Linked DNA regions of Mus musculus: all the other regions are linked to region 1. The links are chromatin contacts, called in public HiCAR-type and promoter capture Hi-C maps. All regions are on one chromosome and are shown on one strand. The core of a region is the stretch at or near the end of the contact, and the rest is flanking DNA. Distances in the headings are between cores, read along the strand shown.

Evidence for each region. Promoter capture Hi-C pulls out the DNA fragments that hold promoters and counts their contacts. HiCAR-type assays count read pairs that join an accessible place to other places. Capture Hi-C pulls out chosen DNA fragments and counts their contacts.
Region 2: a HiCAR-type map of astrocytes shows a contact between it and region 1, with 9 times the contacts expected there. The contact joins the promoter of Atrx here to the promoter of Rlim in region 1. A contact is called at or near these places in 3 of 39 promoter capture datasets (liver and pre-B cells), 2 of 115 datasets of contacts at active chromatin or transcription factors (astrocytes and double positive thymocytes) and 1 of 9 other capture datasets (liver).
Region 3: a contact with region 1 is called in a promoter capture Hi-C map of erythroid cells, with 28 times the contacts expected there. The contact joins the promoter of Pin4 here to the promoter of Rlim in region 1. A contact is called at or near these places in 4 of 39 promoter capture datasets (cranial neural crest, erythroid cells, liver and 1 more).
Region 4: a contact with region 1 is called in a promoter capture Hi-C map of adipose tissue. The contact joins the promoter of Ercc6l here to the promoter of Rlim in region 1. A contact is called at or near these places in 3 of 39 promoter capture datasets (erythroid cells, neutrophils and pre-B cells) and 2 of 9 other capture datasets (adipose tissue and liver).
Region 5: a promoter capture Hi-C map of pre-B cells shows a contact between it and region 1, with 3 times the contacts expected there. The contact joins the promoter of Phka1 here to the promoter of Rlim in region 1. A contact is called at or near these places in 2 of 39 promoter capture datasets (liver and pre-B cells).
Region 6: a contact with region 1 is called in a promoter capture Hi-C map of erythroid cells, with 29 times the contacts expected there. The contact joins the promoter of Pbdc1 here to the promoter of Rlim in region 1. A contact is called at or near these places in 7 of 39 promoter capture datasets (the 3T3-L1 cell line, erythroid cells, hippocampal neurons and 3 more), 3 of 115 datasets of contacts at active chromatin or transcription factors (astrocytes, embryonic forebrain and large pre-B cells) and 2 of 9 other capture datasets (adipose tissue and liver).

The regions. Positions count from the first base shown.
Region 1 is chrX:103,979,347-103,982,989 of GRCm38.p6, reverse strand. Rlim (ring finger protein, LIM domain interacting) reads left to right here and starts at 1,705. Exons shown (of 5, transcript NM_011276.4): 1 at 1,705-1,927.
Region 2 is chrX:105,927,555-105,931,197 of GRCm38.p6, reverse strand. Atrx (ATRX, chromatin remodeler) reads left to right here and starts at 1,826. Exons shown (of 35, transcript NM_009530.2): 1 at 1,826-2,098. The coding sequence starts at 2,079.
Region 3 is chrX:102,117,903-102,121,545 of GRCm38.p6, reverse strand. Pin4 (protein (peptidyl-prolyl cis/trans isomerase) NIMA-interacting, 4 (parvulin)) reads right to left here and starts at 2,077. Exons shown (of 4, transcript NM_027181.2): 1 at 1,982-2,077. The coding sequence starts at 2,024.
Region 4 is chrX:102,155,027-102,158,669 of GRCm38.p6, reverse strand. Ercc6l (excision repair cross-complementing rodent repair deficiency complementation group 6 like) reads left to right here and starts at 1,579. Exons shown (of 2, transcript NM_146235.3): 1 at 1,579-1,762. The coding sequence starts at 1,695.
Region 5 is chrX:102,642,623-102,646,265 of GRCm38.p6, reverse strand. It overlaps Phka1 (phosphorylase kinase alpha 1), which reads left to right and starts at 2,020. Exons shown (of 33, transcript NM_008832.2): 1 at 2,020-2,419. The coding sequence starts at 2,342.
Region 6 is chrX:105,077,866-105,081,508 of GRCm38.p6, reverse strand. Pbdc1 (polysaccharide biosynthesis domain containing 1) reads right to left here and starts at 1,753. Exons shown (of 6, transcript NM_026312.5): 1 at 1,666-1,753; 2 at 1,490-1,555; 3 at 79-138. The coding sequence starts at 1,695.

The sequences.
Region 1 (3,643 bases), core at 456-2,955:
CAGCTTCCCCAGTTCTTGGGTTTTTAGTGTGTGTGTGTGTTTTTGGTTTTTGGAGACAGGGTTTCTCTGTGTAGCCCTGGATGTCCTGGAACTCACTCTGTAGACCAGGCTCGAACTCAGAAATCCACCTGCCTCTGCCTCCCAAGTGCTGGGATTAAAGACGTGCGCCACCACTGCCCGGCGTGTTCTTTTTTTTTTTTTTTAAAGATTTATTTATTTTATGTATGTGATTACACTGTCGCGGTCTACAGACACAGCAGATGAGAGCATCGGATCACATGGCAGACGGTTGGGAGCCACCACGTGGTTGCTGAGAATTGAACTCAGCGCCTCTGGAAAAACAGTCTGTGTGCTTAACCGCTGACTCATCTCTCCAGCTCTTTACCGCGTTCTTAACCGGTGAGATAAACTAAGTGCTTTACAGAAAATTACGTAGGTAATGGAGAAGGTTAAATAGAGTGGTCACGGGTTTCTCTAGGAGGTGAGGTGAGGCCTAGACGATCCATGTAAAAAATATGAAAAGAAAAATATTATAGTGTAGTTTATGTGTGTGCCTTTTTTTTGTTTTTTGTTTTTGTTTTTCGAGACAGGGTTTCTCTGTGTAGCCCTGGCTGTCGTAGAACTCACTCAGTATACCAGGCTGGCCTTAAACTTACACAGAGATCTGCCTGCCTCTGCCTCCTGAGTACTGGCGTTAAAGGCGAGCCACCGTCGACCAGCTTCCAGCTTCCAGCCCAGTTTAAGCAACTGATGTAGCAATAAGTTAGGTTCGTTGGAACAACAGTAAAAAAGTTAGTCTACCTGTTCTTTTATCAGAAAACAGAAAAATAGGGTGGGAACACAGAGACGTACTTTAAAACGGGGTGGGGGCGGTTGGGTTCTTATTCCCTTTAACTGAACAATGGGAACTGAAAGGTGTATGGCGCATTCCCTCTGGTCCTTTCTTTAGGCTTTAGCATCCAATAGACGCTTCCTTAACCGCCCTTTTCGAATTCCCCCACTATCACTTTTTCCCATCCATTTACAAATCGCCACACCCTTTTAAAGTACTCTAGTTAGAGCCTCGAGGAGGCCTTCCCCACCACTTTTTAACATTGCAAATTCACTTTTGTCCCCACGTTTTATGCCTCCACCCACTTCCTCACTTTTAATCTCTAGTATTTAGCAACAAATTGTTTTATAAGTGTGTTCACCCTAGATTACCAAATCCCTTAAGGACTGAGAATTCTTGGACTATTTCAACTTAATTTATGGTTCAACTTCCTCAACATCTACAGCTGTGCTTGAGCTACAGTTGGCATTCGATAAATACATGTTGAATAAAAGGTTGGCTGCCGTCTACACTAGTCTGGACTGTATGGATCAATGCCAGTTACACCGATACTACATTCTTGTTCTCTGTGAAGGGCTTCAAGCGGCCCGACTGTGACGTCCTTCAGCTTTCAAAATGGGAAAGCGAAGGTTCCCACAATTCTCAGAACGCGAATTTCTCGCTACAACTCAAAATGGCGAAGGAGGGTGGGGCCTGTCACATGGTGGGCGTCCCAGTAGCATTTTTTTCCCGACCCGCCGCCCGTCTGGGCGGGTAGTCTGTCCGGCCCCTCCTCTGCCCACCAGGCCTTTTCGAGGGCTCAACTGGGATTGGCTGGCCAGCAGTCTGGGCGGGGGCCTGTGAAGCTGGGAGCGCAGCATCACTTCCTGTTGTGGGCAGTCATTTCCTGTCAGTGCTAGGTAACAATGGGGAAGATAATGGCTGATTGAGCTACGTCTCCGAGCTGGCGCTGTTCTAGAGGCGGGTCTCTTGCCCGGGTTTAGAGGCGGGTTAGAACGCGGCGGCAGCGGCAGCACAGTAGCGCAGCGGAGGTCCCAGTGGCGGCGGCGGAGCCCAGTTGAGTTCCCTCCTGGCCGAAACACCGTGTAAGTGAAGGTACGGGCACCCCGAGAAATGGGATGTCGGACTGGAGGCAGGCAGGGGCCGCGGCCCTCAAAATGGCCCGAGTTGGCCAGCCGCGGCCGAGACACCCACTACGGCCTCCGGACCTGGGCTCCCGGCTGTGGGGGGCTCCGTGGCGTAGTCGCCGCTGCCATTTTAGTTGGGTGGCGTGTGTCGGCCCCGCTCGTGGAAGAAGGGGAAGGAGTCGGGCAGGACTTCCTCTCCCAGGCCGTGGAGTCGGGGCCCGGCCCTCCCGAGCTAAGAACGAACGCCGGGGAGGCGATCCTGGACTCCGGGCCTCAGGCGTGAGGATGGCTCCAGTGCTTCTTACTAAGAGGTTCCCCCCACCCCCCATCGTCGTCGCCCCGCGTTGCGTATCGGGCTAGGGTTTGGGGAAGTGGGGTGGAGGTGCTCTTAATTCGGATGTTGGGAACTCTTGAACCTTCAGATTTTCACAGGATTCGCAGAGCCTCATTTTGAACGCTTCTGTAGGGCATGACCAGTTTGTTAACCTCTGGGGCTACGGTGACAGTCTTCCGGGAGGATCGGAGACAAACGTGGTTTGCTTCCCTGCACCTTTAGCCCTAAGTGTATCCTTGGCCAGATTTTACTAGAAGGGTTTTCCTCCTCACAAGAAAAAAAAAATTAAAAAAACGGAGGGAAAAGACGTTGCGGGTTGTTTTCCCTGGTAAGTGTGGGAATTGAGCCAGACTATTTTCAAGTTAATTTCCGTGTGATCTGCCAGCAGCCCTACCCCTCCCCCACTCAGAAAAAAACCCCTAAGGGTCTCTGCTTCTGCGGGCGGGCGGTACCTGCCACGTACGCCATAGCTTAGTAACTAGTATTAACCGGTTGGGCTTCTGCTTCCTGAATACTCAGTCCCTTTCCCCCTTCTGCTGATTAATTTCAAGATGGAGGAGACAGCCACGTTCTTTTCCTGGACAGTTTCACCATACTTATTCCACAGGTTCGTTTGGCATCTGAGGCCTAGGAGACTAGTTATTTAGGTCATTTTTTTCCTCTTTTGGAGGGGAAAGGGATTTTATATCAGATTCTCATGGGCTCCTGGCAGGCCCCACTGTATATATGTTTTTTTTTCCTAGAAATAAGTTGCTTACATTTCTTGACTTGTAATTAGCCACCGTGCGTTTGAATGATTGAAGACAGAAAGAATAGGAAGTGTAGTCCTAATCATTTCTTTGATTCTTTATAATTAGGAGGCAGGCACAATTACAGGTCCACCTTTTCCTCAAATCAGTTTCTGAAATACAGGTTAAGGATCTAAAAGGACCAACCCAAGCACCCTTTAAGATAACTATTTAAGGGCAAACAATCATGCTGAAAAGGTCACAAATATCTCTTAGCTTAAAATGTCCTGATGATTTTTATTATTTTAATTTCTGCCTTAGGCTACTGTGGTATGCCAAATAAGTTCTTGAAAGTGGCTCGTAGAACTTGAAAATAATTATTAGTCTGATAAGGAAAAGCCTATTTTAAACAAGCTAATATTAAAAGGTAGATTGCCTCTTGGCCTTTAAAGGAAATCTTTTATCTAACTCCTGGTTCCTTCTGACCTTGGTTGTCCAAATATACTAATACTAACATTAAGTTAGGTTGGGTTATGATATATATAACCAAAATGTGTTTTTAAGAATTTGTTGTATTTCAAAGAAAATACGGATTTTGTAATAGGAAGAATAATGAATGCTT
Region 2 (3,643 bases), core at 577-3,076, 1.9 Mb before region 1:
CCTCTTTCTCCTCCTCTTTCTCCTCCTCCTTCTCCTTCTCCTCCTCCTTCTGTTTCTTCTTCTTCTCCTCCTTCTCCTCCTCCTCCTCTTCCTCCTTCTTTTCCTCCTCCTCCTCCTCCCTTCCTTCTTCCAGGGAGGGCAGACTTGAGAGGACTAGGAAGTGAGTGCGATGGGGTTTCACAATGTCAAATTCCAAATAATCAATAGAAGTACTGTGAAAAGACATAAAAAAATGTATATTAGAGGCTGAAGAGACTGCTTAGTGATTATGGGCACTTGCTGTTCCCAGCACCTACATTGGGTAGGTCATACCTGCTTGTAACTCCAGTGCCAGGGGTCCAACATTCTCTTCTGCAGTGTGAGGACTTGTGTACATATATACATCCAGGCTCTCTCAAACATACATACAACATTTAAAAACCAAATCTTTATATGTTAGTTAGCCAGGTGTGATGGCATATGCCTTTAGTCTAAGTTCTCAGGTGGCAAAGGCAGTTGGATTTCTGAGCTGAAAGCCAGCCTGATCTACAGAGCAAGTTCCAGGAGAGCCAGGGCTGCACAGAGAAACTCTGTCTCGGAAACAAACAAACAAACAAACAAACAAAAACCTAGTCTGATTGTTGGAATGCATTGTTTGAAAAGAGACTCTTCTCTTGTCATTCTAGTCCAAAACTGCAACCCTGACATCTAAGCATGACCAAAACTGTTGCATATTTCAGGAAAAATAAACAGAATGAACAAAATAAAGGGAATGAACATGTGTTCCAGAATAAATGTGGGCACAAAGTTGGAAACTTCAAATTTAGAAAACTTATTTGTGATTTGCAGAGATTATGAATGAAAAATGAAATGAGGGGGAAACGATTTGGATCAGTTGGTAAGTGAGATATACCCCCAATCATATCAGATTGAACTAATGGCTGACCTGTGTGTGACAATTTCAAGATTGTTCAATATCAAAAGAATTAGATGTCAATGTCCAGTTGATCATATATATATAAATACCTGTAAGTATCCTTAAGTATGATGGGGTACACCTGTCTTCTAAGCACTTTGGGAGGCTGCAAGGACAGTCCAAGTTTGAGGCCAGCCTCATATACATGTTGAGTTGCAGCCTAGTCAGGACTGTATAGCTAGAATTTTTCTCATTCTCTTTCCACAAAAGGTAAAAATTCACACGTGTAAGCGTTGGCAAGCTGAATATTATAATGAAATATATAGAAGAAAAATTAAGAATATTATAAAATAGGAAAGAAAATATTTATATTTTGGGTGGCTATGGAGATTAATGATTAAGAGTGTGCATGTGGGGGAGGGGTTAGGACATAGCTCAATGATAGAGTATTTGCCTAACATGCACAAAGCCTTGGGTTTAAAACAGCATAAGAATGTATGTCCACCCTCCCCGCAAGGATGGATGTTTGGCTGAATGTGGAACTTGTGCATTGGTATCCTCACCCATTAAAATGTTAGGTCTGCCTACTTTGGATGGTTCAAGCATGAGATTAAGATAAAGGATCTGTGTAGTGGTCGACATATAGTAAATTCTCAATAAACGTAAATGGGGTGTCATTGTTTCACCAATTATGTGGAAGTAGAGAGGTTGGACCAAGAGCGCATTTTCAGGATAATGTCAAGATACATCCCTGACACTTTGAGGTCAGCAGTAACTGAACTGGACCCCACTAAGAAGAGGTGGAGGGGATCAAATGACGTCGACCGCCTTAGCAACAGGCTCCCAAAGAAGGTGAATTTCCGTAGCCAATAAGACACTGAGCTCTGGCAGAGGTAGCCAATAGATGACGGAAAGAGGAAGAGGGAGGACGCGCCAATTCTCCTGCCCAAGCCTCGGCCCAACAAAATGGCGTCGGCATAGGCCTTGCTTTGTTTCCGTGGCTCTTGCAGCAGCAGCAGCAGCAGCAGCAGCAGCGGTAGCGGACTCTGAGCTGGGAGGACGATCCAGCACTATCTGCGGTGACTACTAAGATCCCAGTACTTTTCGTTCAGCCACTGGCGCCGAGGAGCGCAGAACGGTACCCAAGGGGTTGCCAAGCCAAGCGGCCGTCCGAGCCAAAAACATGACCGCTGAGCCCATGAGGTAAAACGCAAGCCCTTGTCACGGGCCCCGGCGTTCTGCTCCCGGGCGCCTTCCACTCGAGTGGGGTGTTTGCAAAGACGTGCGCTAGGTGCCCTAGGCCCGCGCGCGGCTTCGCGGTCAGCGGCATCGTTTTCCCTCTAGGTGAGCGGGGCTGGGGGAGCGCGGTGGGAAGCCCCAGCTGGGGCTTGGGGTGTGTGTGTGTGTGTGTCTATGTGTGTATGTGTGTGTCTGTCTGTCTGTCTGTGTGTGTGTCGGTCGGGGGCGGCATGCGGCGCGCGCGTTGCCTTTCCCGCCTCCCGCCGCTGCGGAGCCGGGAGCCCCTGCTCGGCTCACGCCTCCGTGCCCGCGGCGTCGAGGCCTGGGGGCGGGGGGTGTCGCGGGCCACCGAACGCTTGCGGTCAGTCTTTCGAATCTCGGGGCCTAGCGACTGCGTGGGGAAGGAGGGGGGAGGGGGGGGGAGAAGGTGGATGGGGGAGGGGGAGGGGCGGAGGATGGGGAGGGGGAGGGGCGGCGGGAGGAAGTGAGATCCTGGAACTAGCGAACCCCAATGGTCGCCTCCACTGGAAGTCCTCCAGCTCTCCGCGGCTCCGAGAGGAGAGCCGAGCATTGGAGGTAGGAGGGCCGGGCCCGGAAGGTACCTCTAGAAGGTGCCTTTTCGCCCCCCGACTCCAGATCCTGGAGGGTTATCTTGGGGACCCCTGGGCGGCTGAGACGGAGAGCGGGCAGCCCAATGCGGGCTTTTGCTTTCTGAGAACAGCGGCCGACGACTTTGCAGGAGAAGTCCGGTTTTTGACGGGACATCGGTTGTTGTTACCCCCTGCGGTTTGGGACACGTTCCGTGAAGTAGTTAGATCGTGCTTTTATTTATTTGTTCCACGAGGCATGTGGAGCGGGTTAACGGGGATTCACCAGAAGATTTATTGCAAAGGTAGAAGAGAGCCCAGGCCCGATGTTAGCGATCAAATACGTTTACGATTCAGGCTGTTTTTCCACGCGTTTCTGATTTGCTTTTTGATTGTTTGGAGTAGTTAATCTGAAATGGATTCCGCTTTTATGCAGATACCTTGCTTTTTTAGGCAGTTTGATATTTGACCTTTTATCCCAAGATTGAATTCGGTGATTTTTCTTCTCGAATGAGATGCAAGCTTGGTGAATAGTGGCAAAACGAAATTATAGGTAGCGTGGATCATAATTGCATCTGTAATTGGCAAAATGTGCCGTTGGGTGACTAGGACATCATGGCTTTGAGCACTTTAGATTGTAGAATTTGAGAACGAGCCTATCCGATTATTTTCTACCTTAGCAAACAGTGCATCGATGCTCTCTTTACTTAGGGAAAATATACTTCAGTTCTGTTTGTTTGTTTGTTTGTTTGTTTTTCGAGACAGGGTTTCTCTGTGTAGCCCTGGCTGTCCTGGAACTCACTCTGTAGACCAGGCTGGCCTCGAATTAAGAAATCCGCCTGCCTCTGCCTCCCAAGTGCTGGGATTAAAGGCGTGCGCCACCACGCCCGGCTTATACTTCAGTTCTTAAAATACAGGCACT
Region 3 (3,643 bases), core at 828-3,327, 1.9 Mb after region 1:
GTCATGCAATCAAGTTAACTTACTCTGTGACTCATCTCTAATAACAGGAAATGTGCCGAACAAAATACTTCACAGAAAACAGATAAAGAAATGAGTGTGGGCATGGATGCAGGCACTCCAGAAGCCTGGGCCAGATTCTTTAGACTCCATTCCAAATCTTGCCTTCTAACTTAACACTGCCATTATATAAAATAATACAATTTCTATTATATTCTGTGACAGTGTGTTTGACACCTGAAATTCTAACATGCAAAATCTCCAACAATGCATTTTGAGGGGTTTGGTTTTATTTCAGAGTGCTTGGTGTGTGTGTGTGTGTGTGTGCATTCTTTTCCCCTTCAGTCTACCACAACAGCTACTGATATCCTCCTGGAATCTGCTACATTCAGGCTATCAAGCATTGGTAGCACATCTTACTTCTTTTAAGTTTTGTGTCGAAGGCAGCATATTAAGTGTTAGAGGCCAAGGTGTCTAAGATTAAATTAAGTATTTAGTTTAACAACTGTTTCCTAAATAATTCCCCAGTTCAAGTTCTTGGGGGTACACAGTGAATAGGATTCAAAGCCGCAGCCAAGGAGCTCGTATCCCAGTGAGGAAGAGAGACCACATTCTGAGAGTCCGACAAGCGAGAAATTGTGGAAGGGAACACATATGTCAGCTAGCCAGGTACCACCTGATGGATGAACAGGAGCTGAGCAGCTAAAGGACAGTGTACCCCTGGTGACCTCACACTCAGGTCCTCCTCAGCCTCCCACTGCTGTGGCATGTCTCTGCAGTGCCTCACCCATTTCTCAGACCTTTCTTTACAACATCTTGGTTCCTTGGACCTCTGGGGTATCACTCTACTACACTCCATTTATTTGTCTCTTCTCTGGGTTCCTACAACCACAATCTTAGTTCAGGCCAACTCTCTCTCTTACCAGAACTACTGAAATCATCTCTCTCTCTCTCTCTCTCTCTCTCCCTCACTACTCTCCCCTCTCTGTTTGTTTGTTTGTTTTTAAGACAGGGTTTCTCTGTGTAGCCCTGGCTGTCCTGGAACTCACTCTGTAGACCAGGCTGGCCTCGAACTCAGAAATCCACCTGCCTCTGCCTCCCCAAGTGCTAGGATTAAAGGTGTGCGCTACCGCTGCCCGGCTTGAAATCATCTCTTTAAAGGACCTCCTGGCCCCTAACCAACCTTAATTAACACCATATACAGCACACCTCATGATTTAGTTTTCTTCTGTTTTAATTTCCCCAACTTGCTTATTTGTTTTGAAGTTTTACTTCAGCGATGCTATACTAAACTGCCTTTGGGGCTGGCCTCTCCGGGTTGAGGACTCTTTACCCTATTGCTGCTGCTTATCTCAGCCTGCCCAAAGTATCTCCAGTTTGTTTCTTTACCCTCTTTCCACCTTCTATAACATAACTCTCACAACTACATTCGGCACAGTACTTAGAGGCTACTATCTTCCCCACATTGTCCAGCGATGAATAAGAGTTGTCTTAGTTTTCTAGCCTGAAAGCACAATGTTGTCCCCAACAACGGTCTTCAAGAAGCGAGTCCCTCCTCATGTGTGTGTGTAGGGGAGGGGAGGGGGGGGGAGGTACGTCCTGTTAGTTGTTAAGAGGCCTAGATGGACTAGATTGATCACTAGTGTAGGCTTCCTTTTATTGCTGGCGTTTCATCAGATTCAATTTTAGTGGGAATAAACCCCAGGTCACGAGGAACCATCCCCAGCAGCTTCTATTGCCCGCCACGAGGGTCCCTGCACTGAAACCTCATGGATACCCTGAACCACAGCAGCTCCTCACGCACTGATCTTTCCTTACCACAAGAAGCCCAAACATAAACCACAGCGGCTCAGGGTGCTCCCGGTGGCCCTGCTGTCCGGCTTATGATCACCTCCCTCCCCCACCCCACACAGCTGCAGGTCTACTCCTGTCCTTCTCCCCATCCACCCCTACGCTCGCTCCATGACTGTCTCGGCAGGTCTACCTTTCCCTCCTTTTCCAGAACCACTTTTCCCCTTCGGCGGCATCTCTTAAGCTGGCGGATGAACTCTCCGGCAACTGTTCCGGTGCTAGCAAAAGGACCCCTCAGGCCCCACAGGTATGTCCTCCGCAATGCCTGAAAGCAGCGTCACAATCAACTATTTCTGCTGCGGTTCCAGAATCAGGCATAGCTTGGAACAGACCCAGTCCTTTGGTTCTTTGACCTATAGGAGCTAGAGATGTTAGACCAATGAGAAGCCGAAGCCTTACGGGGAGGCGGGAACAAAGGTTGCCCAGAGACGAGAAAGCGCAGCCTCTATTCTGTTCTTCAAAGCTTTTACTTGCCCTCATTTGCACTTGTTCTTTGCTCTCTCTCGCCCCGCCCACTTTTTTGTGCATGCGCAGTGCGAGCCTCAGGCCACTGCAGTTCTTTGGCGTGGGCTTTTGCTTTGGGGATTCTAGACAAAGGGACAGCAGAGGGAGTTTAGATAATGGCCTTCTTCCGTCCTCTCTCCGACTGACACAGACCTGCACTCCCTAATGGCTTTTCTTACTTACTTGTTTGTTTATATTTTTGCAGCAGTAGTTGATGGGGTACAAAAGATGGAATTTTTTTTTTAAAGCCTATCATCCCATTGCCTGTGACAGGCAGAAGTCTGTCATGGAGAAACATTGGAAGCAGCCTAAATTAATTTTAAAATAACGATTATAAGCTGTGTGTACAGAAATAGCCTTAAGGAAGATTATAGACCAAGATGTAGAATGTGATTTTTTAAAGTTATATATCCTGGAGAACATAATCTATGCACCTAAAAGACAAACAAGGCATTAATGCTGTTCAGCAGGATAGCATGTGACCACTCGTGTCAATCTATATAGTATTCATGTCTCTGTATTTTTCCAGAGTTCTTTTCTTTTTTCCTTCCTTCCTTTCTCTTTCCTTCCTTCTTTGCTTCCTTTCTTTTTTCTTTTGATACAGGGTTTCTCTGTATGTAGCCCTGGCTGTCCTGGAACTCACAGAGATTTGCCTGCCTCTATCTTCTAACTGCTGGGGCTTAAGATATGTGCCACCACCTTCCAGCTCAAAGTTTGTATGACAGCACAGCATAAGGCAATTTAAAGCTTGGATTCTGGAGGCACATGACCTGCTTTAAAACCCCTTCTACTAGTCCTGTGACCTTGAAGACGCTCTTGGGCTCAGTTTCCATCTTCTGCGAGATGGTGTTGTTAAAGTATCTGCTTATGGAGTATCATGAGAAATAATTTCATAGTCGATGACTAACTGGGGGCGTTTACTTAAGATGAATAGCTTTTGAATTTGCATCCCAATGTGCTCTTGATCTCTCTTTCTCACTCAGTCTCTCTTTTTGAGACCAGGTCTTGCTTAGTAGCCTAGACTGTTCTGGAACTTACTATGTCCTCCTGCTTCTGCCTCTCAAGTGGTGGGAATCATGTGCCACTTGGATACATTTTTCTCTTTCCCCCACAATCCTCCCCTCCTCTACCAATAATTTTCGTATATGACATCTTTCCCTCTATTCCATGAGATCACTGTCCTATCTTGGCTATCTGACTCAGCTTAGTTTTTGTCTGTTTTTGCAATACTGGTGATCAAATTCATGGCCTCACCAAGGCCAGGCAAGAGCTTTATGGTTGAGCCACACCC
Region 4 (3,643 bases), core at 330-2,829, 1.8 Mb after region 1:
AGTATGTTTTGAGTCCTTGCTGGCCTCGAACTCATCATAATCCTATCTCAGTTTCCAGAGTTCTGGGCTTCAGGAGTGGCTTTCTTAGTAATATATAAACCAGAATAATTTTTGTTGGCTCTCGACCTCTTATGTATCTTTTCCATTTCCCTAAGGCCTGAGCTTTGCCTTTGAAAATGACTGCATCTTAACTAGAACTTCTGAAGGGGATAACCACATTATAATTGCACTTATTTGTTTATCTTCACAAAATGAAAGAAGCCATAGAGTCACAGAGCTAAGCAAATGCTCTACTACTGAGATATAGCCCCAGCACTCACAGGGTCTCACTAAGTGGCTTGGGTTGGCCTGAATGGATTTTGAATCTGTAATCCTTCTGCGTCAACCTCAAAGGTGCTGGAACCCTAGGCTTTGGTATCTCCACGAACAAAATAAGCCAATTCAGGCCAAATTAAAGTATAAAGGCAGGTTTATTGGGGGCAGCCTCCAGGCAGGTTCATTCACCATACAGGAGGGGGGTGTCAGTGAAGTCACCATGGAAAGATAGGCAGAGAAGGGGGAGAGAGAAAGCAGGCATGCAGAGAGAAAAGAGAGGGAAAACCAAAAAGGTCTGTATTACATAATGAAGAGCTGCTGGGTGGCCCAGCCTCTGGGTTGGAAAGTTCAGTGTAGAGGGTGGGGTTTGCCAGTCATGCCCTGTAACAAGGATGAAGGATGGTGGGAGAACCTGAAGGCCAGGTCCACTTTGGTATGTTATATATGCACCTCAGCTACTTGTCCCGGATCTGAAACCCAACAGGCTTGTGCCACCAAATCTAGCTATTATTATTTTTTTACATTTAATTTTTTCATCATTTCATATATGAGTAATCTGTAAGCCATTCATTCCCATTCAACTCTTATCATGTCCCCTTCCCAACCTCTCAAATACATAAATAACCTCTACTCTATTTGGTATTGCGTAAATAAGGGCGTGTGTGTTTGTGTGTGTACTTCTGAGACAGGGTCTTGTTTATATGCAAGCTCAGTCTGGACTAGATCTTGAGATCCTCCTGCCTCTGCCTCCTAAGCACTGTTATCAGAGGTGTGCACCACCACGAGCGGCTTAGGCTTTGTCTTTGAAAATCCTTCTTCAGTGTCAGCTTTAAGTTGCAGGATTGCACTTCTAGGTGTGTGAATTCCAAGTATGTTCAGTGCCAGGCACTGGCGGGGAGGAAAAGGGGGCAATGGAGACCTCTATGGGCCAGTACAATAAGACAGCCTCCACTCACAAGGACAAGAGAAACAAGCGCGCATTTTACTCACGCTCTTAACTCCTTCCCTTCGCTCTCATTACTCAACATTCACACTCACCGCCACGCAGTTAGGACGGAACTGAAACCACCACCGGTCACGTGAATCAGCAGCCCCCCCCCCCTCCAAAAAAAAAAAAAAAAAAACCCAAAACGTAAGGCCACTCTAGCTAACGTAGCTAGCTAGCGCCAGTGCTCGAGGGCGCAGGCGCAAGACCTTCCTGGGCGGGGCTCAGGAAACCGCGCTCGAGCGCCAGATCCCGGATTGGCCCGCCGCGAGGCGGGCAGTTGGCTCTACCAGTCTAGTGCGTGAGCCCAGCCTGGGTAAGGCGGGAGCGAGCGAAATTCAAGCGCGGTTTTAACTGGGAGTCTCCTTTCCTGGGCTCTCCGGATTCCCTGGCCATGGAGGCTTCCCAAGGCTTAGCGGAAGTGGAGACTTTGAGCCCACAACTGGCCGAGAGTTACCTGAGGTATGTTTGGGTCTCCGGACGGGTCGAACTTGCAGTCCCTGGCCTGGGGTTGAGGTGGAGTGGCTCCCACCTCCCCCTAGGATCTGCTGTGGCTTTGACCAGATTTCTATTTCGGGGAGCTCGCCCTGCCAAGTCACTCGTAAGTCAAATAACTCTTGAGTATGAACTCTTTAAGAGCCTGAATTTTAATTAACTGATGAAATCTTTGAGTCTTTCTAACTCGCCAACCGCCAGACCTGGGAGAAAAGAGGAAAAATAGTCCCTAAGTTGTTAGCAATTGGGTAGTGAAAATGGGATCTGAAACAGAAATACTTTATGGTGTTTGATGGATGCTGTAAAATGTTTTATTTCCCGACCAGAGTGCTGCCATTAAAAGAAAGGGGGTCCAGTTACGAAGGGAAGACATATGCCCCCAAAGGAACCATTAAGCCCAGTGAATGAATACGCTTTCACCAGATGCCTAGGTTGGAATATTTAACTATTAAAAATTGTAGTGCAGGGCTGGAGAGATGACTCAGAGGTTAAGAGCACTGACTGCTCTTCCAGAAGACCCAGGTTCAATTCCCAGCACCCACATAGTAGCTCACAACCATTATGTAACTCCAGTCCTACAGGATCCTATGTTCTGGTACCTATGTGATGTACATGCGCCCCCCCACCCCCGCCCCGCGCGCGCATATGCAAAACACCCGTCTATGCCTATATAATTTTTAAAAGACTACATAAAATATTAGCAAAGGATTTGTAGACATTTCTCTTAAAAAACACATAATGGCAAACAGGCACATGAAAAGGTTGCTCAAAACCACCCCTAAGTAGAGGAAAAAAGATCACAACTATAATGGGGTGTGTGCCATCCCCTCCTGAGACTGAAGATACAGAGGGTTGTGAGCCACCATGTGGGTGCTGGGAACTGAACCAGAGTCCTCTGAAAGAGCAAGCACCTAGTCCTCTTAACTACAGAGTCCTCTCTACAGTATGTAGATTTATGTTGTTAACTTGTAGGGTTTTTTTTCCTTGGAGACAAGGTTTCTCTGTGTGGATCAGGCTGGCCTTGAACTCACAGAGACCCACATACCACTAACTTTTGCTCAGTGCTTGGATTAAAGGCTAGCGCCATCACTGCCAGGCATAGGTTTTGTTTTTTTTTGTTTTTTTTTTTTTTGAGGCAGGCTGCTCTTGAACTCTATCCTTCTCTCTGAGTCCACATAGTGATGGAATTACAGGTACATAGCACCATGTTCCAGTGAATCAACGATCAGTCAGTGGACAGAGCCACCAGTACTCTAAGTAGAGTTTTCCCTCGAGGGACCTCCTCTTAGATAAAAATGGAGAAAAGAATTTCAAGACATACCAGAGGGAAGCAAAGTTAATGAGTCTCTAAATAAACCTGGAGTCTTGTAAGACAGCCCATGGGCGTATGCTTCACAAGAGAGTTGACTCTCGGGGGTCTTCACAGTGGCCACCACTATAAAAAAAGTAAGTGGCTTTCCAAGTTTAATATCACAAAGGATGTAATTTACTATAAGGCTTAAAGATTAAATCACTCTTAAAATGTAATTAAATTAAAAAATAGACGAGCTGGCTTACTTGTTTTTCTCCAAGGATGCTCCTTTACAACTGAAATTCTAAGGTGGTTTTCTTAGGCTCATTGTTTGGATTTAGGATGAGAAGAGTGCTCAGTCAGTGAAACTCAAGAAGTTCATGCAACTTCTGGCCTGAAATAAACAGTTTGTTTGCTGTTTTTTTGGTCTGGTTTGGTTTGGTTTTTCGATACAGGGTTTCCCTGTGTAGCCCTGGCTGTCCTGGAACTCACTCTGTAGACCAGGCTGGCCTTGAACTCAGAAATCCACCTGCCTCTGCCTCCCGAGTGCTGGGATT
Region 5 (3,643 bases), core at 771-3,270, 1.3 Mb after region 1:
TAAAAGGAGTCAACGAAACCAACATGGAAGATCACACTTCCAACTAGTTAATTTTTATGTGTCTTCATTTCTCCACCTCTAAGATAGGTTTAATTATTAATACATTTCAATGAAACCCCCTATTTTGTACAACTAATATATATTAATCAGAAGTTTATCTACTTAACAGGGCCATTATATAAGGTATATAATAAAAATTCCAACTTATTAAAGGGAGAAAATGTAGTGTTCGGGTTAACATAAGCTGTTACAGTTTTGTTTCTCAATATCAAACAGCATCCTGGTTTTCATGCACCAAGCTCTTGTGAGGTAGTCAGCATGAGTCAGCCTCCTGGGTCTTACTGGTTCTGGGACACTGAGCAGATCAAGTTTCTAAGACTACAAGACTGAAAGTCTAAATTGGACCAAGGATAAAAGCACCAGGGCAATGCCAGCCAACAGGGTCTGCTGATAGCCAGCTAGCTATCATTCTTAGTGATGCCACACCTCTGCCATTCCTAATCCAGTCATGCTATCATGAGGTGAAGGGAGGTCTATGCATAAGGAATATAAAGAGTAGAAAGAAGATAGTGGTGTGGGGAATTATGATTTCAATATTTTATTTCACCTTTTTGTATTTTGCAATTTTTCTTTAATGATCATATACTACTTTAATGTTTGAAAATGTGCTTAAATATCAAGGTGAAGAAAAACTAGACGACAGACACTTGAAGGGGACCAGGGTAGAGAAAAAGGTTTCTGAGCCTATAGTCTGAGTGAGGGCAAGATATCAGGGAGTTAGGGGCATAGGCAGGAGGGTGTTCTCTCCAAACCGAACTCCCTTTCCCAGTGTACTAAGGACATGAAGTGCTGTACTGGCCAGCCATCGCATTTGCGTAGGTTGTGACTGCAATGGGAAACTATTTGCTGGAGAAGTCCGTGCCACTGTGTTGAACTGCATCATTGACTGGCTGTTCAACCTGAGCACTTGAGCACTCACCTTTCATCACCATTATCAGATATTCACTAGTCACCTTCCAAGGTGCCTGACTATACGCTATACTGCCTGAGGAAGAAGCTGCAGCAGAGACAAAGGTGGCAGTGGCGCAGAGGCAGCTTGTAAGAAGAGAAGAAACTTAGGAGAGGAAAAAAAAAATAGAACGAAAATGCAAAATCACTGTGGGCAGAGTGAGGTGGCCAAGGAAGGCTTAGATTTAGAACTTGAAAGGTCAAGAGACAGTCTTATTCTCTTACCCGGCAAATCAGAAAGCAGGTGGTACTCCTGCTGAGCCCAGAAGAAGTTTGGGAGGGCTATGAGTAAAGGTTAGGGGTTGGGACAGTAGAGCTCGGAAGCATAAGCCCTTTGGGGACCGCCTGCCAGAGGCAGATTCCTCAAGCTCCTCACTGTATCCTCGGCAGCCTTCTTCCCCAGCCCTCCTCAGTCACTTTAATTTCAGCTGAATGTTTGTTCTTTGGGCCTAGTCACCTATACTTTACGAGGAAGCTTTCCAAAGCAGATAACTCCCACTGTCAGCTGTCCCATCAAGAGCACCCTCAGCCACTGCTTGGCTCCCTATTCTGCTCTCAGCCTGCCTGACACTTGCTTCCTCAAAGCTCCCTAACCGCTGCGGATTCGCGCATCTTTAAGGAGGAGCTAAAGAACTCCTTAGGGAGCTGGGGGTTTTTGTTTGTGTGTTTATTTGGTTGGTTGGTTGGTTGGTTGGTTTCAGAGTGTGGCGCTTAATCCGACTTTTTGCTCCTGAAGATCCGGAAATGGAATCGTTCAGTCCCAGTCTCTCAGTTTTGAAGAGTTCCTGAGGGTTCCTAAAACTAGTCCTTCAGAAGTAAGAGCAACAGCCTGTGCGCACAACCGTGCAAAATTAAAATAGTCACTTGTAGTGTTTCGAAAATAACTCCCCCGGGGGGGCGGGGAGAGCACAGCGCCTCGGGCGACACATTCTGGGCGGAGGGTGGCGGGCTACTGGCCCGTGGGCGTAGCGCGCAGCTGCAGGACCCACGCCCCGCCCCCGCACGCTCGCCAAGGGAGGCGGCACCCGGGGCGCTGACCCGCTGCTGTCGCCGGCCTTCAGTCTCAGGGCCGCCCCGGTCTCCTTCAGTCAAGCGGAGGATGCCGGTGCGCCACCCGGGGACCACGGGAGACTGAGTGGAGACGGGGTCTTTGCCGGCCGAAGCCTAGACCGCGGGAGGCTGAGCCGCGGCCTGAAGTGGACTCTGAGGCCGCCGGAACCAGGTGACGCGCGGGAACCATTGGCCACACGAGCAAGGGAGCGTTTAGAAGGTTTCCGTAGGCCTGGCGTCCGAGCTTCCCGTGTGTGCAGTGGGGGATTAGGGACGTGGCACCATGAGGAGCCGCAGTAACTCGGGAGTCCGCCTGGACGGCTATGCTCGGCTGGTGCATCAGACCATCCTGTGCCATCAGGTAAGTGTAGGTAAGGGTGAAGTGTGAGCTCCGGACACTGACTCTGGGTGAACCCTGAACGCATTTGTCTCTGGAGAGACCTTAAAGGATCCCGAAGGAAAGTTGCATGTTGAACTTGGAGTAAAATCAAAGTGTGGCATGGAGAATCACAATCCCCCACCCTCGACCCCTCTGCAGTGATTCCAGAGTGATGGTTTCTGAGCTCAGACAGAATGCCACCCCTTCCCCCAACTCCCCACCCTCCCAACTATGGCAGGATTCCAGGGACAGAGTTTCAAGAAATAACACTTTTTTATTGCCCTCACCCCAGGTTTGGGCCATCTACTTCCACTCCACTTCCCCAAAGATGTATGAGAACATAGAGCATCCTAAGAGACCTTAGACTACTGTGAAGGTCAAGGCACTTTGTACATACTTTTAAACAGTTTTGCACAGTGGCTCAGGCTGGCCTTGAACTTGGGATTTTCCTGCCATAGCCTTCACAGTTTGGACAACAGACCACAAGCCAGTGGGTTTTTTTGTTTGTTTCCTAAGCCGTTGTTGTTTTATTTCTTCCTTTGTTGAGAGGATTTTACCTTGTAGCCCATGCTGACCTCAAACTCCCCATCCTCGAGCTTCATCTCCCCATTGCTGGGGTAACAGGTATGCGCCACTGCACCTGGTTTATATGTGCTCTTTGGAGTTGTTGGTTTTTGAAACCAAGTCTGTCTTTGTAGCCCACGATGGCCTGAAACTCACTATGTAGCTGGCCTCGAAGGAGCGTCAGTCTGGAGAATTATAGGCTATAAGGCACTGCACCTGGCTGTATATATTTCTAGATTTCTTTCCTACTCCTTTACTTCAGACTTTTCGTTGCTAGTTGAATTTAACTTTTATATTTATTTTTCTTTTAAAATGCACTTAGTGGCATCCTTAGTACTACATTTGATAATACCCCTAATAATGCCTTTATTTTAATAATACCTGTGTTTTGGACTTGTAAGCTTTCAGCCAGCTCTTTCCTTATTCTTAAGATAGTGCATGGAAATAGAAGAAACTTTCTCATCTCATATAAATATGTTCTGCAATGCTGATTAGCAGCAGTAGCAGCACACTGACTAGTCCATACTACTTTATTATATATATATATATAGTTGAAACTTGCTGAGAGAGGAGATCCCTCCTATCAAAAAGTGAGGTAATAGATGTATTAACTTGATTGTCATTTCACAGTACATTCATGTA
Region 6 (3,643 bases), core at 504-3,003, 1.1 Mb before region 1:
CGTTGCTGAGAACCGTGATTAGCATAGCATCATACACTAAAATTACATACTGATTTCAGCTTAATGATGACAACTCACTTTATAATAGACTTCAGCATGCTGCATTGCTCGAATGGCCCAAGCCATTTCAATATCAGGCTGTAAAAGAGAAAGAACATCAGTTCAGAAATCTCAGTCCTGCAAAGGATAAGAAATTAAGACATCTTGCTAAATCTCAAGAAGTCTACAGAAAATGTTGCTGTCAGGGATAAAAACTGAATAAGTGGATTTGGCGATATAAATCTTTCGTCCCAACGGTGACCAAAAGAAACTGTCAATACAGAATAACAAAAACAATGAACTGCTGGGCAGTGGTGGCGCACACCTTTAATCCCAGCACTTGGGAGGCAGAGGCAGGCAGATTTCTGAGTTCGAGGCCAGCCTGATCTACAGAGTGAGTTCCAGGAGAGCCAGGGCTACACGGAGAAACCCTGTCTTGAATAAACCAAAAACAAACAAAAAAAAACCCAATGAACTACTGGACATCTTTTTCTCCAGCATCAAGTGATAACTATTATACTAAATGAAATAAAAATACAATTTATCATTACATATGTAATATATATTGTATTATATAAAAAATTAAACGTAACTTACATTAATATACCCACTTACATACATCAGAGTTGTTGGGAGGACAAAAATACATGTGAAACTATTTTTCACTTTCCTGAGTGTAGCAATGCTATAGTCATCATTTGTCTTTATCAGATAGCCAATTTTCCATTCTGTAAAACTCCAGAACAAATGATGTAGCTAAATTATATATAAGCATATCTGAACAAGTACCCACTGGACTTTCCTTTTTCATCCTGCCTGCTGTCCCCTTCATGATGCCAGAAAAATCCATCTACACATGCACCTCCCACCTTAGACCAAGACATTTTCCTACCTTTGAATCTATATTTTCTGTCCACTTATACTTTGAGGATCCAGTTCCAGTGACATTTCCCAGATGTAATCTACTGCCTCCATCCTTAAAAATCTCTCCTGCTAAGCCCTTTCCATCCTATTGCTTGAACCACTCATCTAGTACACATTACATCCTGACTGCTATCTCTGTCGTCTTTTTCTTCCCTTATCTCCCGACATTTGTACAGAGGTCCAAATGACACACACCACAAACCGGTGCCACTTTACCGCGCAGTGCAATCATTCATTTTAAAGGTTCTCTAAAAACTACTATGTTTTAGCTCTTCTTCCCCCAGACATTATGACTTGATCTGCTGTGGGCTGTAATCTGGTTGTGCCTCTGGTGCTGTGGCTTCCCAGGTGGTTTCTAAATCATAGAAAGTTAGCGACTCACTTTCACGTGGTCTAAAGTACTACAATTACACTGACTTGAAGGTACTATTTTCGGCTGAGGTGGGAAAGTCTGAAGATATCAAACAGTAAAGGAGCTTATAATTTAAAGCTGGGTGGGCGGGAAGTTGAGGTGAGTCATACTCACGTCGTTGCCATATGACTCCGGAGGGTGAGAGAGCGCATGGGCGATGGACAACGCTTCCCCAGAGACCTGAGGAGAAAAAAAAAAGCGGAGCTGAATGAGCGATTCTTTGACTCCTTGGGCCGCTCACCACCCCATCTCCACTTAGGTATTTAACCAACTCCAGAGTAGTATCTCACCGGCTCTTCGCTTTCGCCGGCAGCATCCATGTCGCCGCTAGGTAAGTGCGGCTTTCTCGTCCCGGAAGTGACCTGTTGCGCGCGCTGCTTTCACAGTTAACTGAAAGCAATAGGGCGGAAACAGAGACCAGTTTCTCCGTCTGCGCCTGCGTGCGCCCTCCCTCTGCAGAGGAAGCGGTGGCTCCGCCTTATCCGGGCCACGCAGGCGCCAGCGAACGCGTGTTGTTACCTAGCAACACTGTTCCTCTAGCCTAGGTGATAGAATATTCAATAAATCAATGGGGAAAATAAGTTATATGAAAAAAAAAACATTTTTAAACGATGCTGTTATTAAATCCCTTGTGTGCCGTGTTTCCAGTTCACGCGCGCGCAAACACACACACACACACATACGCCCGCCTTAACCACTTACAAGCAAGGTTCTAGAAGCAGGACGGTGGAATTCTGGGATGAAGAAGAAGAATTTGCTACCTGTTTTGGAAGAACTAGCAGAGTGAGGTAACAACGAGGTGTGCTTCATTATACACTGTGGGAGCATACCTGAGCTGAGTCATGATGGGTGCTTAACCAAGCAGGTCAGAAAGACTCAAGACAGAGGGAACGTGCATGGGCAGAGGTATTAGTGAAAAGGCATTAGAATATCTTGCAAAGAACAATCTAGCTGGAACAGATTGCAGTCAAGAGCTTTGTACGGTGAATTTTAATGAGATGAGAATTAAAAAAAAAAAAAAAAAAAAACCACAAGTCAAGGGGTTTTTGTTTTTGTTTTGGATTGGCATTTGTTTGTTTGAGACTTCTCCACTCTCATTTCCACAGAAGCTGTTCGAGTTTGGAATCTCACCAAAAGTGAACAAGAATTCCCATTCCCACATCCTCACCAAAATTTCTTATCAGTTGTTTTCTTGACCTTAATCTTTCTAAATTGGGGTAACATGAACCTCAGAGTTGTTTTAATTGGCATTTCCCTAATTGCTATAGATGCTAAAGTTTTAACGATAATCCTTAGCCAATTTTTCATCTCTTTTTTGGTTTGTTTTTGTTTTTTGCGTTTTTTTGTTTTTGTTTTTTGGGGTTTTTTGTTTGTTTGTTTTTTTGTTTGTTTTGTTTTGTTTTTCTGAGAATTCTCTATTCAGATCTGGAGCTGCCCCCTCCCTCCAGCCATTTTAAACTGGATCCTTGGCTTTCTGGAATCCTTTTTTTTTTTTTTTTTTTTTCCTTCCTATATTCTGGATAGTTTATCAGATGAGTAGCTGCCAAATATTCTCTCCCACTATGGGCTTCCTCTCTATTAGCTTATTGTTCCATTTTCTGTACACAAGTATTTTAGTTTTATGAGGTCTTCTTTGTTAATTGTTTGCCTTAATTCATAATTGAATGGAGTCCCGCTCAAAAGTCTCTTGCTACACCTATATGTTGTAGGGCTTCACCCATCTATTCTTATAGCAGTTCCAGCTTTACAGGTTTCACATTGATCTATTTGATCCATTTCAAGTTGATTCTAGTTCAGGGTAATGCATTCAGAATGCTGTAAAACTACATGCATTCATGTTTGGACTTCTATTTTGTTCTGTTGATTTCCTAGTCTGTTTTGGTGCCGTTACTGTAGTTTTTTATTATTATTATTATTGTAGTGCTGAAATCTTACCAAATTGTATAACTAAAACTATACTATTCCTTGACATCTATCCAAAGGGCACAGTGTCCTGTTTTACAGATACTTGCTCAGCCACATTCATCACTGCTCTGTTCATAACAGTTGGAAATTGGAAACAACCTAAATGCTTTCTCTCTCTGATTTGTGGATTCTAGATCTGAATCTTAAGAGGTGAGTGTAGAACCTGAAGTTAACACAGAAACCATGAAGGTTAAAGGAGAGAATGGGGAAGGGGTAAAATGAGCTATAAAGCAAGGTGAAGAGAACGAATTGGGCAATTAGAAAACTGAAGAGGCTTTATCTAGCAGGAGGGAGGGCAATCCA